Linked DNA regions of Ovis aries: all the other regions are linked to region 2. The links are chromatin contacts, called in public Hi-C maps. All regions are on one chromosome and are shown on one strand. The core of a region is the stretch at or near the end of the contact, and the rest is flanking DNA. Distances in the headings are between cores, read along the strand shown. Region 1 has its middle 19 kb from the start of FGF1. Region 2 overlaps ARHGAP26 (Rho GTPase activating protein 26). Region 3 holds the start of ARHGAP26 (Rho GTPase activating protein 26).

What was found. A called contact is a pair of places that touch in the nucleus more often than the background predicts.
Region 1: a Hi-C map of tail adipose tissue shows a contact between it and region 2, with 8 times the contacts expected there. The contact joins two enhancer-like sites. A contact is called at or near these places in 13 of 16 Hi-C or Micro-C datasets (blood, liver, mesenteric adipose tissue and 6 more).
Region 3: a contact with region 2 is called in a Hi-C map of tail adipose tissue, with 4 times the contacts expected there. The contact joins the promoter of ARHGAP26 here to the enhancer-like site in region 2. A contact is called at or near these places in 8 of 16 Hi-C or Micro-C datasets (blood, hypothalamus, liver and 5 more).

What each region holds. Positions count from the first base shown.
Region 1 is chr5:51,400,304-51,404,493 of ARS-UI_Ramb_v3.0, reverse strand. No RefSeq gene overlaps it. Among named protein-coding and RNA genes, the nearest start is that of FGF1, 19 kb to the right of the region's middle. Within about 2 kb of position 2,528, at least 9 of the 54 cell types and tissues checked have an H3K27ac peak or open chromatin away from gene starts, as enhancers often do. A contact at or near this core is called in muscle and tail adipose tissue, where this site is marked.
Region 2 is chr5:51,595,484-51,600,021 of ARS-UI_Ramb_v3.0, reverse strand. It overlaps ARHGAP26 (Rho GTPase activating protein 26), which reads right to left. Exons shown (of 22, transcript XM_012178665.5): 5 at 325-426. Among named protein-coding and RNA genes, the nearest start is that of ARHGAP26, 140 kb to the right of the region's middle. Within about 2 kb of position 2,096, at least 16 of the 54 cell types and tissues checked have an H3K27ac peak or open chromatin away from gene starts, as enhancers often do. A contact at or near this core is called in muscle and tail adipose tissue, where this site is marked.
Region 3 is chr5:51,459,443-51,463,492 of ARS-UI_Ramb_v3.0, reverse strand. It overlaps ARHGAP26 (Rho GTPase activating protein 26), which reads right to left and starts at 2,386. Exons shown (of 22, transcript XM_012178665.5): 1 at 1,888-2,386. The coding sequence starts at 2,041.

The DNA of each region.
Region 1 (4,190 bases), core at 1,279-3,778, 200 kb after region 2:
CCCACATTCACAACCCCACAGTGTGATCTTGCTGCATACTGGAGATGACTTTATCCCAACACGATATCCCATGACAGGTGGCACTTCTATTTTTCAGAATCCCCTATTAAAATGACTTCATGAAGTTGGACTGGTGTCCACCTCCCTACATGGCACATGATTGGTTTCCAATAAACGTCTGTCAAACTGACCAGAACTGACTCACATGCTTTATATACCAAGGGTATGAGCAATAGAAAGAGCAGAACTGGTATTTTAATACAAGATGGTAAATATAACCTCATGAATATCACTCATGCTTGGAAGAGAGAAAAACAGGACAAAAATATGCTAACAGAACTATACAGGAAGGGCCATAACACATAGGATAAATGCATGACTCAGGAATCTGACCACCTGAATTTGAATTCTGGCTCCCAACTTGGTAACTATGTGATGCAGAGCCAGTGACTGTACCTCTCTGAGGCCGAGTCCCATCCATAAGCGGGACTAACTCATCTTACAGGATTGTGGGGGGATCAATGAGATAGTCCCACTTATAGACGAATGTTGTATTTATTTTTTGTTCATAATGGATGGATTTGATAACAAAAGACTGAGGGAGGAAGAAACAGTATAGTATTTTGAGACTATGGTACAAACCCCCAGGTCAGACCCAAAAATGCATGTGAGAACTGGCCAACAAGAGGCCCAGATTTTTACATTTTTAATTAGCCATATTTAATACTGAAGGAACTTCATATTAAGGAAAAAATCCAGAGTTCTGACTTCTCTTGAGAAACTAGAAGAGATGGCTACTATGGGCTTCTATCTCTCCATGGCAGTAATTGTCTGGATTTGTATACTAACTGCTCATCTTGGCAGGCATCAGCTCTCTAGCTTCCCCAGTACCTTCCATGCCCACTGCTTCTTACTTGGCCTGCTTCACATTATAGGTATTTGAGTTTGCACCCCCTGTCATGTATGATACCTTCTCAATACCAATACAGTTTATTATTATGCACAGTTCTCCTCTGTTCAAAAATCTAGTATAGCTCTCTAGTACCTCCATCATCGAAGTCAAACTTTGTCATCTTCTCAATTTGGAGACCCATCCGGTCTTACTTCTCATGACTCCCCATCACACCTCAGCTCCTCCCTGCTACGGGGCTGGCATGGCCCCTCCCTCCCTTCTGCTCACCTGCCAAAGCTAAGCTCAGGTACAGCCACTTCTCCCACACTCTGCAGCCTGGGGTGCTCTCAATCCCCCAGACTTGCATGGCGTGATGGGCAGGAGCAACCAGGATTCCAGTGCAGTCAGAGGTTCTTGGGCTTTACCCCAAAGGAAACCTGCCTTTGTCCACTCTGTTCTCTCCTTTCCCCCTGCTCCCCTGGGGTCCCCACCCCTGCTGGACCTGGCCCTGAACTTTTGTGATTTTAAACAAAACCAGAATGGGGTGGGAGAAATAAGACAAGAGCTGTGAGAGGTTAGGGGAAAAAGGAAGAGAAAATCAGGGCTAACCCAGCGGGGTCAGTTGCACAGGAAGGAGAAAGGGAGGAGCTGCAGCAGCACTGGGAAAGAATGGAAGCCCAAGGTCAGGAAGGGAATTTGGCGTATAGGGAGCTTCCACGCGGCTTCCCCCTGTAGCCAGAACCACACCCTTCGGGACTCCCTCGGTCTTTGGTTTTCTGTGGCAATCCTATCTTCTACAGGAAGAGTGGAAGCTCCATGAGGACAGACGTCCAACTCAGCACTCCTTTGTATCTCCCAGAGCCAGAGATTCCACAGGTTCATGCACAATGACAGACCTCAGTATCCTCAGGTGTTCTCAGGTAAGTGACCTGAAGAAGATGTTGGGCATCAAGAAGGTGGGCTCTTAGATTTCACTTCCTGGCAGAAGTGTGATGAGATCAGATAGGAAGGTGGTTTTGCCTCCCAGCCAATAACCAGGGAGATGCTTTGGACTGGAGAGCAGTGGTGCTCAAGCTAAAGCCTGCAGAGCAATCACCTTGGGGGAGAGTGGGGCCTGCTTGTTAAAAGAAATGGCTGCCCCGCCTCCAAGGCCTCGGATACAGCTATCTGAGATGGGGCCAAGAGTTTGCTTTTCCAACTACTTCCCAGGTAGTTGGACCAAGGATCACACTTTTGAGAAACCTAGCTCTACAGTCCAAGGTTGTGTGGTGTTAGTCGTTAAGTCTCATCTGACTCTTTGCGACCCCATGAACTTAGCCGGCTCGGCTACTCTGTTCACGGAATTCTCCAGGCGAGAGTACTGGAGTGGGTAGCCATTCCCTTCTCCAGAGCATTTTCCCAACCCAGGGATCAAACTCAGGTCTCCAGCATTGCAGGCAGATTCTTTACTGTCTGAGTCACCAGGGAAGCCCAGAGTCCAGGACTGAAGTCTAACTCTGAAGCCACATCATTCAGCTACTTGATGGAAGAAAAGTAACTGCTCCCTGCTCCACTCTTCCCTGCCTAGCAGGTCACTCAACCTTCCGTTTTCAGGGCCTTAATCCAGACCATAAATGCCTACGACGGTGTGGAGGGTGCCCCCTTGTGGCACAAATGGAAAATTACCTGAACTGAAATTTGCTCACTTTTACCCTTAACAAAGGTTGTTGAACAAATTTAGTTTTTTTTCTGCCAGGCAAAAGATCCCTGGAAACTTGAGATGTTCATCATTCACTAGATCTAGTCCATGAGGAAGGGCCAAGGGTCCTTTCAGATGGGTAATGAGTTGAATACTTGGCACAAAGTTGCCTGAGGACAGCAGAAATGATTTATTCTCTTGGCTTTGGGATTTTACAGGGTGAGAAGTATTTTAGGAGAACAGTCCAAACCGGATTACTCACTAAATTCTCTGTTGGAGAAGATGCCTTTGTAACAGACATTAGAACTGGACAATTTCAAAGCCCTGGAAGCACTATGTGCCTAAGAAGGGACCTTAGGATGACTATGAACCATTTCCCCTCTGACTTCCCTGAAATGAGAAAGCTGGCATTATTAACTGTGATCTAGTGTGAAAACACTTTGGCGCCCAGCTCGTACCAACTGATTTGGCAAAAGCACAAGTTTCTTGCAGGAATTACAACATCCTTATAGGCTTTGCTGCCACCTGCTGCTCAGGCCTGGGATGTGCAGGAAATGGTAACCAGGAAAATGTCAGCTGAGCAGGCTTCTCAGCCTTTATAGTATATTAGCATCTCAGCATCTGCTGGAGGGCTTGTTAAACCATAGATTTTTGGGCTCCACCTCCAGGGATTCTGATTCAGCAGGACTGAGATGGAGCCTGAGAATCTGCATTTCTAATAACTTCCTGGATGACGATGCTGCTGCTGGCTGGGAGGCAGGCAACTGGATGGCATTTGCAGTTTCTCTTTACATCATACATACGCTAGAACCTGACCATCAATCAGTGTAAGTTGCAAGCAACCCAAAGCTTCTAATTTAGGGCTTCTCACCTTGGGCCCTACTCATATTCTGACCTGATAATTTTCTGTGTATGTGTTTTGGGGGGTGGGAGCTATTCTGTAAGTTGTAGGATGTTTAGCAATATCCATCCCTGTCCTCTACCCACTAGATGACAGTAGCACCCCTCTCAGGCATTAGCACCTGAGAACCACTGCTCTAAAAGGTGGGTAGATTTCCTCTCTCACTTGATAGACTGTGACAGTGTCCCATAGTATTGCCTTTAATACAAGATGCTACTGACCTACAGTAAATTTTCAGTTCTATGGGTTTAACTAACAACAAAAAATAACGGCTTACATTCGTTGACTACCTACTCTAGGAAAGGCACTCTACTAATGCTTTTTAATTACCCTCTTTAACTCCTACAAACACTTTCTTACTAATGAGGAAAATGGAGCTTCCATGGATTAAACAACTTGTCCAAGGTCATGGTTAATACCAGTTAGATCTGGCTGGGACAGGGGAGTGTGTGGCTGAACCAACCAGCACAGTCCCATAGCAGTATAAAGCAAGTCACAAATACAAGCCATATATATAATTTTACATTTTCTAGAAGTCACAGTAAAACAGAAAAAACAAACTAATTTTCATATCCTCTATGTGAGAATCAGAAGATAAAGAAGGCTGAGCACCAAAGAATTGATGCTTTCAAACTGTGGTGCTGGAGAAGACTCTTGAGAGTTCCTGGACAGCAAGGGATCAAACCAGTCAATCTTAAAGGAAATTAACCCTGAAAATT
Region 2 (4,538 bases), core at 847-3,346:
AGAATCAAAAGTCAAGGGTGAGAGAAACAGGAAAACAGATCTCAGTTTGAAAGGAGGAAGCACAGTCTAGTGATTAGGATGATTTTAACCAGCTGCATGTTCCTTGCCATGGACAGGATGGACAGCACACAGTGTGAGCTGCAGTTTGAGAAGGGACAAAGGCCACGTGGGCAGCAAGCATGGAAGGAGGGATGAGAATGAAGCTCCTGGCTTCTGAGGTCCCTGCCAACCCTAGGATGTTCCAGCAAAGAGTAACCAGCACATATCCACAGCACCATGGAAACATTAAAACACTTTATTCAGGACACTAGTAAAGTCTCTTACCTCCTGAAGCTGAGACTCTTTCTTCTTGGAAGACAAATTCAAGTGTTTTTCTAAAATGCCACAATACTTCTCTGTCTCCTTGTCATACTTCTTTTTGGCCTCCTGGCAAAAAAAAAAGAGGATAAGAGAAAGAAAAAAGAAAAATAAGATGTTCCAGGAATGAAAGCAACCCAGGGTCAGACTCTTCCTGTTGATCTTCACGGGTTAATCATTCCCTTAGACTCAGAAATGTGGCAGACCACCCAGCTCCTACTCTTCCAATAATGCCCATGAAACCAAACAACCACACATCAATATCCTGACCGCTCTGAGGGTCTACCATAGAGGAGCCACTGCAATACCAGAAACGAGGTAGACACCAGTATTTCATAGTGGCAGAGTCAGGACTCCACCTTCTAAAAACTTCAGTTGTAAGATAGAAATTTCTAGTTTATAACTCACAAGGATGTTCAAAGCCAAAGGAAGAAGGAAAGTTATCTGTAAAGCTAATCCCCAAACAGGAAGGTCTACATACACCTCAAAGGGGACAAGTCTGAACTAATGGTAGATCAAGCTTTAACCACGTTCAAAAAGCACTGTTTAATTTGGAGACCTAAACATCCTTGATGCAATAATATCACATATGGATCTTCAAGGTAAGGAATCATTCAAAACAAAGAAGATGTTATCTTCCCAGATGTGTTCACTGTAGCAGCATTTATAATAACCAAAAAAAAAAAAAGCAAGAGTAACATTGCTGCCTAAGAATAGAATTTGGGATAATTAAAATATGAGGTACTCAATACACATAACTTGGAAGGCTAGCTATCATATGGAAGGATGCTCACAATGTAATGAAAAGTAGTGACAGCATGATACAAACTTGTTGCATCCTACAAAGGATGTGTCTACCTGCAGACAAACATTAGGTGGGAAGGCACTTCAGTGAAAATACCTGAGATAGCAAATGGGATAATGAGTGATGTTTTCCTCCATTAGGGAGATGTCTATTATCCTATATGATTGCTTTCAAAATAAAAAATATATGTATGTAAACACTGTATTGCAAGTAATAATCCCTGCTCTCCCAAAGTCACTGAGTTTCTATTCCCTATTTTACAGATAAGAAAACTTAGATGCAGGAGGTTAACTTCTGTAAAAAGTTCCAGAGAGTGACAAGAGCTGGAGTCTGAGCCCAAGACAAGCTGCTTCTAAGCCCACACCTGGACATACTGTCGTAGGTGGTTTCTCTTCCCTCCACATTTCAGTGGGGATGGCAGGCAAGGGGGCTGGAGGAAGGTCCACCATGGCCTGATAAACAGGATCAAATGCACTAACTGGGTGCATCACTCCTGCTTTTGATTTTTGGGGATTCCACCGGAGATATTTTTCTGCAACTCCAAGGCTTATAAGAGGAGAAAAAAATGTTGTGGCCAGATAAGGAAGCTGAGACCTCTCTTCATTTAATGATGATGTAATGAGCAAACACTCTATGTAAGGATCCTTCAGGCACTGGAAATATAAGGCAGAAAAGGCCCCACCCTCATGGTGGGGGTGTTCAAGCAGAAGGAGAAACACAATTAACCAGGAAACAAACAGCACGATTTCAGACTGCCACAGGTCCATGAAGGGAACAGGGTGCAGCCCCAAAGATTCTTGCAGACAAATGTTCTGGAGAGGCCTCCCTGGGGAGGGGAAGTGTGATCAAAGCGCTGCTCACCTAGTGAGCGGGAGGGGACTGACACATGCAGCTGGCAGAACACCCAGAGCCTAAGCGTCACGGAGACGCCAAGAGACCATCACCTGAAGTGCCGACAAGCACCCGTGGCATCAGAACGTCATTCATCGGGTCAACGCCAAGACTCTAAGCCTCACAAAATGGGCAGAATCATCATTTATCCATTTGAGCTGGCATGCGTCCATTTCTACAAATCTGAATTTTGTTTGAAAGTCTTACATACATGAAAAAACATGTAAAAGCAAGTGGAGACAAAGCCAGAGGACACATTAATCCTTCAAATAGGAAAGGTATAGGCAAGACACTTGACTCAATGCTTTTCCTTCACAGAAATCTAGTGGCTTGGAGCTGCGGTTCCAACTCTGCTTAATACTCTTACAGCCCTTTCACCAGCCTTGTCGGCAACCCCCAAAAGACAACCCTGTGCCAGCACAGTCCAGCTGACCAGAGGTGAGAAGAGGCCTGGGAACATGAGTCATTGACATTCTGTGACTTTCTGGCAACTTGAGCCTCCACATTCCATGCTCAAGAGGACAGCCAGAGCTTAAGGGAACAGGAAGCGGTTCCTGTCCTGAGAAAACAGAAACAAGCTCTCTGGGGGCATAACTCCACTAAGACTGAGATAATGTTCTTTAGACAGGAAGGTAGTAAGACTCAGCCAACTCAGGTACCAAGACAGTATTCACTGACTTCCAGAGGGTACACAGTAGTTGGCAAAATGGATCCAAGACAGAGTTAGGATCCTGGTAATGATTCCCAACTCCGTACAAACCTCTGTCCCTCCAGGACTCAATTTCCTGATCTATAAATTCAGGATGACTAAATCAGATAATGCCTCCAGTTTTCCCTTTCAGCTCAGAGACTAACATAAAAAACATTAAGAACACCCACCCCATGGTAGGACTGTCAGGACTAAATGAGATTAGCCGTATCCAGTGCTTGGCAGAGCACCTGGCACATGGAAAGAGCTTGATAGAATTCCGTGCTGACGGTGGTGGCGGCAGCCGGGGTGGCGGCAGTGACGATGAGGTCCAGCATCTAAACCTACCTCCTTCTATCAAAACACCACTTGCTTTCCATGTCCCACATCCCAGGAAGGAAACCCTTCACAGCACCCACTGCCATGTGCGAGATCATATGCTTATTTATACCATTCTGTACAGGGCCTTCCTCCCTGCATGCCACGAGCAAGGCAACTACATCTGCATTTATTCTCCACCAAACAGCAATGTGGAGCACAGTGCCAGGCACGCAGCAGGCTTCCATCGTATCTTGTGAATGAACTGCGTGTATGGAACAGAACAGCTAATACCAAATGACCTTATGACAGCATTCTGAGCACTGTATAGGGGTTCGCTGATTTCTTCCTCATAATAACTCTGTAAGGTGAGCACTACCATGATCCCCATTTCTCAGTTTAGGAAAAAGAAGGTCAGTAATCGCCCCATGTTTATATGTGAATAGCACAAATGGGATTTGGACTCGAGCAGCCCCACTCTGAACCACCCTCTCTGACGTCTACTGTAGTTTCACTGGAGAACCCAGCTTTGGCTGTAAGAAAAATCAATTCCCCCAAACTCAGGTATCTAAAATCCATAGGATCTTCCCTACCTCCAAAGCACCATATTAGCACAAGAATGCTCCTCATTCATAGCCTTCACTCCCTGCCACCGCCCCCAGCACTCTAACTTTCGCTTCTTGAGTAGCAACAGGTTGTTATAGCAACCGAACTGGCACCAGAGTGGGGAGGAGGATGGGTAATTTTAGCATCACACGGGCAGAGTTTGGAAACTTCCACTTGGCCGTTACAGGGAACTTGCTGGCTCTGAGGTATTCCTGAATTTGCTCCCTCAGTGGCCTAGTAGAGGGATTGTTGTTTCTTTGTGTTCTTGTAAATGTACATAATTCTGTGATATACATGAACAGTGTGGGGGTGGGGATGAGGAACAGGTATATTGAAAAAAGAGAAAAAACAAAGGGGGAGGTATGGGAAATCATCCCCAGTGCCATCACCTTGCTCTTTGACGAGAATGAGAGAGGAGAATGCGTGTGAGGAAAGGCATGCTTTGGCGAGTGGCTCTTTTCTATACGTTTTTTAATGCTTGCGTTTCTCGCCATCTATCACTCTCTGAAAAGTACCTGCTCCTGTCATGACCATCACTGACAGCAGCCCAAAAGGAGAGCGCTCAGACCTCCCCTCTTTCTCCATGGTAACCATGGTAATCCCCAAAGCTGGACCGAGGGAAGAGGCTGGAGTGAGAGGCGTCTGCGCCTGGGAGCTGGAGAAGTGACTGCTGGAAAGATGACTCAATGCATGGGTCTGCTCTGCCTCTGCCTCAAAGCTCTTTAGGATCCTCCAGAGCCACTTCCATATCGGTAGGACTGGGAGGCACAGGCCCCAGGGCCACAAAAGAGAAGGTGCTCATGGGGTCTGCATCAGTGAGAACTCAGGGAGGGGCACTCAGCATTATCCTATCTGTCCCTCAGCCTGTTCAAA
Region 3 (4,050 bases), core at 1,137-3,636, 140 kb after region 2:
ATTCTGGGCAAGAGGAATGAGACAGAATTAAGAGCTCAACATCAGCAGGAACTTCATCTCTGGCTCAGACCCTGCGGGAGACAAAAACAGCCCTGCTCTTAGAGCGGTGAGACTCTCAGCCAGTGATTCTTTCAAGCCTGCTTTCTCATTTGAAAGATGAGTTATAATACGTGAGATAATTTGTGGGTGAAGCAGTGCCTAGTTTGGAGTAAGTCTCCACAGCCACAGGAACAACAGAACAGTCACTACTACATCCTCAGTGCCCAGGGTAATATCGAGCACACAGCAGGCACTCCAGATGTTTGCTGAATAAAGCAGAGGCCCAATTAAAGCCAGTCTGAGATTCAAACAAAATGTGTGGGCCCAACCTGTAAGTGAGCCCCTAACTTAGTCCAAACTAGGGGTCACATATTCTAAGGACGGCCCTGGTCATCAACAAAAGAAGAGTCTATTCATTTGCTTCTGGTCACAACCTCCAACAGAGACCCTGCCTCTGAAGAGCCTCAGCACACCAAAGTTCTACTTTTATTTCACCTCAAAAGACTACCACTTGCTGCCCTGGGGCTCCTCTGTCTTCTTCATCTTTAGAAACAACAGGCTCACAAAATGACATCTCAGGCACTTGACTTTAAGTCTCCTTCAAAGAGACTTGGTGACAATTCTCAGGCCCACGGCTGCACTCTGCCAAGACAAGCTTTCCTAGTTGAAAGATATCACCTATTAAGAAATGCAGCAAAGAGAAAGGAAAAGTCAAGTGAAAGACAATTCCACTATCTGCCTTTATGTTATTTCTGATTCTTAAAAATAAAAGATGGACCAAATTATTCTTAAATGGGTAGACAGGAAAGGCACCCAAAAAAAGGAGCTCAGCAATCCAAGGCATCCATCCCTAGAGCACTCGTTTGGCCAGAAGGAGACACTCTCTGGCTCTGCAAATGACAAGGGAAATCATACACAGAATGTAAATTTCATTTCTCCCCTGCCAAAGGGAAATTTGCAAAAATGGTTTTGCAAAAGGTTCGAAAATCTCTAAGGATAAGTTTAAACTTCTTTCTGAGCGAAGATCGAGGACATTCCTTCCCAAACCTTTGAGTTTTCAAGGATATTGGGAGAGGTAAAAAAAGCAGAGTGAGGGAGCGAGAGAGGGAGAGGATATGTTCGTTCTATTTTTAAACCCTCGCCCACAGTTTAGAGTAAAGGAACACTCTGATTCTGTACTCCCACCCCTATCACCTTCTGCTAAACACAAGAATCAGAACCTGCACACGTACGTGGCCCTGATTCTAGATCTGGTGGGTTAAAAGCTGCCACTATTCCAAAGAATCGCGAGCTGACCAACCACCCTACCCAGCCCTTTTCTGGGAAGGGAAGGAGATCTCTCGGAGACCCCGGCGGCCCTGAGCAGGCGGGAGTGAAGCAGGCACAACCCGCCTTTTCCTGAGGGGAGGCAGCGCCCCCTTGGCAGGGCACGCTCCATTCCCACGGCTGGGCACTCAGGGGTGAGCAACTCTCCCCCAAGGAAGCCGGAGTCGTGGACGCGAAGGGGTTTCCCAATATGCTACGGTGCTCCAGGCACTCCAGTCCCACTCCTGAGACACCTGTGTGACGCGCACACCCACCCGCGGCGCCCCAGAGCGCTACTCGCGCTCGGTCACCTCCCAGTCCCCTCGGAACGCAAACGGCCGGGTGACGGGTCTCTGCCTTCACTGTCTTGTTGCTAGCTCGCCCATTTTACGTATCCTTTCCGCTTCGCGACAAAGGTCTACGCCCGTCCCTCAGCGCCCGGGGGCAGAAATCCAGCCGGGCGCGGGACCCCTAGGTCTGAGCGCCGCCCGACGGCCCCTCCCGCCCCGGAGCACCGTCCCCGCCAGGCTCCCGGGCACTCACTCTTGAGCGCGCTGATGAGTGACTTCCCGTCCTTGATGAGCTCCTTGATGAATTTGTTGGTCTTGTCCAGCTCCGCTTCGTGCGACTTCAGCGTCTCTCGGAAGTGAGGGCTGTCGAGGCAGCAGTCACTGAATTCGAGCGCGGGCAGCCCCATGGTGTCCGCGGCGCCCAGCCGGGGGGCGCGCCTCCCCCAGGGCTCCGGCGGCCCGCAGCCCGGAGCACGCACGCGGCGAGACCCTGGCCGGCACCCCCGACGGCCGCCGGCTCCACAGGTGTGGCGCCGGCTCGGTCTCAGCGCGGTGTCCGCGGGCGCGCACGATTCCTGAACAGAGCCTGGAGGCGAACGAAGAGCGTCTGCTCCAACGGCGTGTAACCGAGAGGGCGCGGAGCAGGAAGAGCAGCTGAGGACCCGCAGCGGCGACGGGAAGGGAACGACCAGTCGAGCGAGTGCAGCAGCCGCCTGCCCGCCTCCCTCGCCAGTTCGCTCTCCTGCAGCTTCGAGCGCCCTCTCACAGCAGCCTCGGCCGCCCAGCCGGCGTCCGAGCCGGACGAACCTGCTAGCAATGACCTAATCCCAGCCAAGCCAATCAGAACCCCGTCTCAGCCCTACCCACGGGCCTTCCGAGGATGCCCGGCCCTTCCGCGACCATAACCCAATCAACGGGGTCCAGAGGCGGGGTCTAAGTCGGGGGCGTGGCCCACGCCACCGCCTAGGTCCGCAGCACAAGCTCCGCCCTCTCCCGTCTGCTCTGGGTTGCACAGTCGGAGCCGGGAAGGAACGAAGATTGCTGCCGAATGGGCCAGCGCAGCGGCCGGGATCCGAGCCGGAGACGGTGCGTCTGCATATCTGGGAAGCGGAGGAGCCTAGATGTGCCGAACATGAAAAATCTAGGAATTTAGGGCTGCAGTTCCCCTAAGGCTGAGGCAATCGTGCTTACACTCAAAATGCATTCCCCAGTCGGACACAACTGAAGCGACTTAGCACTCGCGCACGTCCCAGGAGAACCCCGAGCGTACCAAGCGACCACGTCGCCCCTAGACACAAGCTCCTTCTTCCACTCAAGCAAAACATACTTACATCTTAAAACTACCAGCTCTTCTGGCCTGCAGTCTTCCCGCCCCCTACAGTCCGGCCCCCTCAAGGCCACTCCTGCTCAAAACCCGCCCACGGCTGCCCCCAACCGAAAGATCTAACATCCTTTCAAGAATTTCAGCCGCCTGTTTTCCTGCTGGGCACCTCACACAATTTTACATAATTACGTCCACTGCCTGTAGTCCTTTGCAATAAATACTGTGAGCTTCAAGACTACGAAATGAGCCACCGCCGCTTTCTTGTGCGCTGCGGCATCCCTAACGCCTAGAACAGTGGCTGGCATCTAGTAACAGATACTGAGCGCTTCCCTTGTGCTATATGTGCAACGGCGATTGATAAGGATTTGTGGAATAAACGAATGGATCCGTTCCCGTGTCTTTCTCCACTTTCCACTTTCCTGTAATGTGTTGCCCTATTGCCCTTGGGTTCCACCACAGTAATCAATCCAGGCAGCTCACTAACTGCACCTGTCAGTCTGGATCCCACAGTGTCCAGTGCTGAACTATGAAGTGCTAGAGGAAAGGGACTGTCTTTGAATAAATTATTCGTATGTCTAGGAAGGAGGAGCCCTCCAGTTAGGTGGTTTTGTGTGTGTGTATGTGGCTTGTTTTTTGTTTGTTTGGTTGTCTTTGTTTTTGTTTTTACATAGGTCTGCTATGTGCAGGCACTAGACTAGATACTAAAGATGCGAAGATGAATAACACAGAATGAACCTGTCTGCTACTGGTTAGTGGGATAGAAAAGCGACAAGCAATAGCAATGCTGCATAGTAAGTTGGGAACGTTGAGAAGGCAATGCTAACTCGGGAGCTAGAGAAGTCATCTACATGGAGGTATTGATTTATTAAATGCATGAATGAATGAATGTGATCTGTTTGCCAGTTGTAGCTACAAATTTAGATTTGATAGCAGGCCCAAACAGTTATCAAATGGATAATTAAAAGTCTGAAAATAGTTGTTCCTCAGTTGCCAAGAATGAGAAAGATGTGGAATGGAATTCCATGAAACTAAATCTGCTTAATGCTATATCTTGAGCACTTAAAAGTAGGTGTTCTGGCTCTTAAGTAATAC